Regions from separate parts of the Drosophila melanogaster genome. Here region 1 is linked to region 2. The links are chromatin contacts, called in public Hi-C maps. All regions are on one chromosome and are shown on one strand. The core of a region is the stretch at or near the end of the contact, and the rest is flanking DNA. Distances in the headings are between cores, read along the strand shown. Region 1 holds the start of modSP (modular serine protease). Region 2 holds the start of CG14903.

Region 1 (3,052 bases), core at 156-2,655, 82 kb before region 2:
GCATACAGTACTGCATCCGACCACTTACCTACTACTTACTTACCAGTGCATTCGTAGTAAATAGTTAAATAATCGCTACTTACTTGTACATTTGCTAGTGGCTTTTACTTTAAACTCTCTGACCCTCGGCCGAGCAGGCCTATCCATAAGAGACTACTACTTTTCCTATATACCTACTTCATCCGATCAGATCAGACCTACAGATACTTTGCGGTTACATTTTCTACTTGTAATTTCCCCTCCCCGCGATCGAAGATTGGACCCGCAGGCTCCGTTCATACTTAATCGATGTAACTCTAATTTAATGCCATTCTATGTTAGCTCCGTAAGTTGTAAATTATCAATATAAACTACACGTAAAAAGAACAAACACAAAACAAACAGCAACCAGTGAGAATGTGGAAAATGAAACAAATAAATTAAACAAAACGATTTAAATAATTTAAAAGATGCCTTTGGATTATTAATGTGAAATAGTTGGTTTCGGAATTGTAGGTAATTCGAAAGGATAGTTTTGCGGTACTCTTAAAATAGCAGTCCTTCGTTCTACATTTTTAATAGCAATATTCTCCATTTGGCGCCATACTTTCTTGGCTTAGGAAGTATCTTGTTCCAAGAAAGCCAATAAAACGTTAAGTTTTTCTTGCCGTGCTATCCAGGAATAAAATTTTCAGTGGAAATTCAAACCATACAAATGTAAAGGTATATTTTACACACGTGTAATGTAGACTTCGTAGTTTCTACATCTTACGCTATGCGTAGAACGGATGGAAATGAATATCGATCTGAAAAAGATTACGGGGAAGCCAATCCTTATTTCGAAGATCTGGCAGCACTAGCGTCAAAAAATTTAATTTCCAAAAAAATTGAGAATTTAAAAAAAACGTAAAATTTTTTTTTGGTGTTTATAAGATTGTCATTTTTATTTAAGCGTTTTTATTAATTGAATAAATTTTTACGACTGACTTTTTATGTAAAAAATGATATCGGTACATTTCGAAAACTACTTCTTTAAAAATAAAAGAAATTGATTTTTCAATTAATTTCCTTAAATTCTTTCAAAAGAATTTAGCTAAACGCCCACTTTTAGCGCGGACTCAAACCATTGAGAGAAAAGTCTCCAAAATGAATTTGGTAAAAGTTTAATACACGAGAGAATGCTATAGTCGACTTCCCCGACAATCAGATACCCAATACTCAACTAGTGGAAGTGCGAACACGAAATTTCATATTTTATTTTTCTGCGATATCGATAGATATTGATGAATGAAATGAGATATAAATACTACACTCACTCGACTTATATTATGAACTGCAGCTCTAAGCACTCCAATCGATACTGATGAGGTGCTCTTAAAACGTGTTTTCAGATTGGTATGAGATTCGGCTTGAACACATTGGAGCTCAGTTCGCTTTGTAAGCTCGGTCGGAGTCGTTCTTAGCTCGGCGGCAAGTGCTTTCCAGACGACTTTAATCAGCACGCACTTGTTTTAGGCATACCTATGTGATTGCCTTGTGCACCTGGATCGAGTGCATAACAGTGCATCAGAAATAAGGATTATGCAACTAATATCGTTTTTATCAAATCCATTGTTCTTCTGCGCGCTTTTATTGAAATTCAGAACAAGTGAGTAAAGTTCAAAATGATAATACAAATGGAACGAAAATAAACACTTTCTGTACATATGTACATATGTAAATGCGTTGTTCTCGAAGAGAGATTCTCAGAACACGATTTGAGCCGGTTCATCTTGAAATCGCGATCTGTTTATCTCTGTCGATTTTCAGTTTGTTTATTACACTCCAGGGTGCTGACTAAGTGTGAAGGGAGAGAGAATGTTTACGGAAATAAATAATAAAAAACGCGGTAATTTAGTTAAGCTGCGGTAGTTTTAACAGGCAGCTTAACCCACTCAAATGCTAAGAAAAATAGCTATACAACATTACACAATCGCAATAATCAAATGAGGAAAAAAATAAAATAAAATAAAGAATATTAAAAGCGCAATAGGGATTATCAATTTTTCTGCCGATTTGCATAAATTGTAAATGTAGGGAGAAAAGTTACTAAGTTACTTAACGTAAGTTTTCATTAAACTTAAATTTAAAGTGTAGTTTATATATTAAGTATATATGAGTAACAAATCTCTTACTCTTAAAAAATTTAAGAACCAAAAGTAAAAGTGCTCTAAATGAATGAAACTTGATTCCAATATATGTGGTTTCGCAATCAGAACAATTAAGTAAAGGAACACGCGATTGTCCTTATAATATAATAATCGAAAGGATCATTTTTGAAGTATTTGCGGCATGTGACAGCTCACAGTTTGAGTGCGACAACGGCAGCTGCATTTCGCAGTACGATGTCTGCAATGGCGAGAAGAACTGCCCGGATGGATCCGATGAGACGGCGTTGACCTGTGTCTCCCAGCGGCAGCACTGCACCAAGCCCTATTTCCAGTGCACCTATGGAGCATGTGTGATCGGGACAGCTGGGTGCAATGGAGTCAATGAGTGCGCAGATGGTTCCGATGAGACCAGGTTGAGATGCGGCAACGAGGACGATATACGGCAGCACGACCGACGGCTTCAAGGCAATTGCAAGTGAGTACTGAAATGTAGAATGTAGATAACAGGATGAGGACTAGGAATGGATACATTAATTGCTTCTCTTCCCCTTTAGGGAAAATGAGTTCAAATGCCCATCCGGAATTTGCCTGGACAAGAGCAACTTTCTGTGCGACGGCAAGGACGACTGTGCGGATGGAACGGGCTTTGACGAGTCGGTGGAACTGTGCGGCCACATGGAGTGTCCAGCGTACTCCTTCAAGTGCGGAACAGGTGGCTGCATCTCGGGGTCATTGTCATGCAATGGGGAAAACGACTGCTATGACGGATCCGATGAGGCACCACTGCTATGCAACACCACCAAAAAGGTGACCACACCCGTGGTGACTGAGACTCCGCTGGAGCTGCTCGGATGCCCCTTGCCACTTGGCGACGAAAGGCCCATCCTGACGGGTGACGGCAGCCGCGTCCTCACTGGACCCAT
Region 2 (2,907 bases), core at 399-2,898:
TCCAGGTCAGCGTGGACGAGTGGTGCAACATGTGGGACGCCTATGCCAAGGATCCCAGCAGCGTGATGGACTGGCAGAATGCCTACATGAACTTCATGTTCGACCTGGAGGATGCCTCGCACGATGGAGGCATCGATGTGACCGAATTCACGCTGGTCTGCTCCAGCTATGGCCTGGAGAAGACCGAGTGTGAGGAAGCCTTTGCGAAGATGTCTCAGGGGCAGAGCGAGGTCACCCGGGAGCAGTTCGCCGCCTTGTGGAAGGAGTACTTCGCCGCCGAGGATGTGAATGCGCCTGGCAACTACATTTTTGGAAAGACCAGTTTCTAAGACCCAGCCAAATAAGAACAGCTCCGATACTGGACATACTGAACAAATGCAACAAGTGAAATTATTATTAAAATTAATATTATATATCTATTGTCGACAGGGGAGGCAGATCTCAACCCTCCCGACTTGATGATCCGTCGTTGTTAGTTGAGTGTTGTTTTCTCTCCAAGAATCTCAAATTTTGCCCAATTCAATGTTCTAATTTAGTAGCGTAATCTGTCTGCAAACTATTTATATTTTATATACCAAGGCTTCGAGTAATGTGCAAGCTGTAGTATCTCTACACAAACACATATATGCAAAAGTGTACCTTTACGAACTACGACTATATCTAGCGATGATATCAATTACGAGGTAGGATCTCCCACAGATCCGTATCAATGTGGTGCGTAAATTAAATCAATTAAACTGTCAAATTGTTATGTGTGTGTAGTCGTCGTTTATCGTCTCGCATCTATGGCGTATAAATTTAAATGTAAATGTAAAGTGTTCCAAGAAATTACAATAATAAAATCAAAGTATCTATACAAAACATTTTCGACTTCAAATATCTTTTTTTTAGTGGGTGTGGCGGGTGTGTAAATTCGCCTCGAAGCTCAACATACTTACACATACCATACATTCGCATCAGGTGCGATACAATCAACGTATGTATGCCAGACAATTTATGAAAATTATGGATTAGTGCTTTTAGCTGAACAGCGCCATGGAGAGATACTTTAATACTCTACCGATAACACCGTATGCCAAAATGAGTAAATTAGTTGTGGAAATAGGTCATTGCGTAGTGGAATGCTTTTAAGGAAGCATTACCTAACAATAACCTCAAAAAATCATAGTCTTGGAAAAATCTGGTTGAAGTGCCATTTACTATGCATTAATTTCCTTTTATATTTATTCGTAGTATATTTTAAAGCACGGTAGCTCCCGGAAAATAAACCAGTATCCCATAATAAACAAAAGGCCGTGTTTTATACATTATACATCTATGTCAGTTTTAACTGTTTTGGTTTCGCGCGCGGAAGTGGCGCCACCTGGTGCAGAAGCTGCGAATGTACTCGTATTTTTACATTTTACGTAAGGGGTGTTCACACTGATGACCATTTTCCAAGCTACTATTCAAATTACTCGACCAGTTGCTTATATATTTACGGCATTTTGTCAAGGTTATATCTATTTTTAGCGTGAGCATTAAAATATCTAAATATTTGAGTGTTGATATACATTGGTAAGATACGTACCCATAAAAATATTTGTAGAAAAATATCGATGTATTGATATTTTTACATTTTTATCACATCCCTAACTCAAAAAAAGTAAACACATTTCGGAATTCATATATTTCACAGAACATGAGTAATATTGTACAGTATATTGTAGTTCGCAGCGACTTGCGTTCCGCCCTTAGTTGGCCCTTGGGGGCGGTGATCGCTCAGAGTTGCCATGCCACAGCCGCCGTCATTCACTTGAATTCCGAGGACGCCGACACTGTGGCCTACTTGAACGATCTGGATAATATGCACAAAGTGGTGCTGGAGGTAATGAAATGGGTTTATATTTTAAATAATGTATATCATAGGACTTCTACAACACTTTACTTTCTTTTCAAAATCTTAATATTTGTGTATTTTCAATCAAAGAGATGGAATTAAAGTATTACACTTTTTCAGGCCAAAGATGAGAGTGCTCTGGTCAAGCTCAGTGAAAAGTTAAAGGAGAACGAGATTAAACACAAGTTGTGGATCGAACAGCCCGAAAATATCCCAACCTGCATCGCCTTGAAACCTTATGTTAAGGACACGGTTCATAAATATGTCAAGCACCTTAAGCTTTTAAAAGAGTAATTCATTATTGTTGTATATGCTTATTGACACTAAAAATTTAAGAAAAAGAAAAGCGTTGTTTTTGCTTTGTATTCTGTCAAAAACATGACCGGAGCACTTTATTACATAAGCTCAACGGGTCCAATATAAAGTTAGGCCAATACAAATTTACATTTTACAAAGAAAGCAGGATAGATATAAAAACATTGTTGTTGAGCCGCAGCTGAACCTAAAAGTCTACTTGAAGCTTAGGATTCCCTTCTAGGATCTTGGTTAATTGTCGTGTGATAAGAGGACAGAAATCAACCTTCAACCGGCGCAGTCCGCTAAGCGATTTGGTCAACTTCGCAACGACCTCATTGGACAGATTGGGCGAGCCACTCAGGTCCAGAAACTCCAAGGTAGACAGTTTTTGCAATCCCATTAGGTGTAGCGTTGTAAAGTTCTGATTATGTAATATCAGGGTCCGCAGTTCTTTAAGCTGGGAGAAAATACTCAGATCGAAGGAAGTATCCGACATAGGTCCAAAAGAATCCAGAATCTCTAGATGGCGCAGCGAATACGATTCCGCGATCGACGTAAGCAGCACGTTATTCACATGGTAGTCAAGCTGGGCGGAAGAGTGAATAACCAAGGTGTGGAGACGAGACAGACCGCCCAGCTGTATCACATTCATGAAGTCGGTAAGCTCGAGAACCTCGAGCATGGGGCAGTAATGTGCGAGCCGTCCGTACAGCTCATTATCTTTCGCAAAC

Evidence for each region. Hi-C and Micro-C count contacts between places; a contact is called where the count stands out from the background.
Region 1: a contact with region 2 is called in a Hi-C map of the Kc167 cell line, with 1.8 times the contacts expected there. A contact is called at or near these places in 16 of 107 Hi-C or Micro-C datasets (the Clone 8 cell line, the Kc167 cell line, the S2 cell line and 7 more) and 2 of 7 datasets of targeted methods (both in the Kc167 cell line).

Annotation. Positions count from the first base shown.
Region 1 is chr3R:16,654,015-16,657,066 of dm6, reverse strand. modSP (modular serine protease) reads left to right here and starts at 1,405. Exons shown (of 6, transcript NM_080515.3): 1 at 1,405-1,627; 2 at 2,301-2,604; 3 at 2,684-3,052. The coding sequence starts at 1,561. Ubx (Ultrabithorax) reads left to right here. Exons shown (of 2, transcript NM_206497.3): 2 at 1-444.
Region 2 is chr3R:16,572,493-16,575,399 of dm6, reverse strand. It overlaps CG14903, which reads left to right and starts at 1,648. Exons shown (of 2, transcript NM_142304.2): 1 at 1,648-1,867; 2 at 2,000-2,221. The coding sequence starts at 1,682. The coding sequence ends at 2,173. CG14891 reads right to left here. Exons shown (of 1, transcript NM_142303.4): 1 at 2,242-2,907. The coding sequence ends at 2,382. It overlaps Scp2 (Sarcoplasmic calcium-binding protein 2), which reads left to right. Exons shown (of 5, transcript NM_079657.4): 5 at 6-857. The coding sequence ends at 329.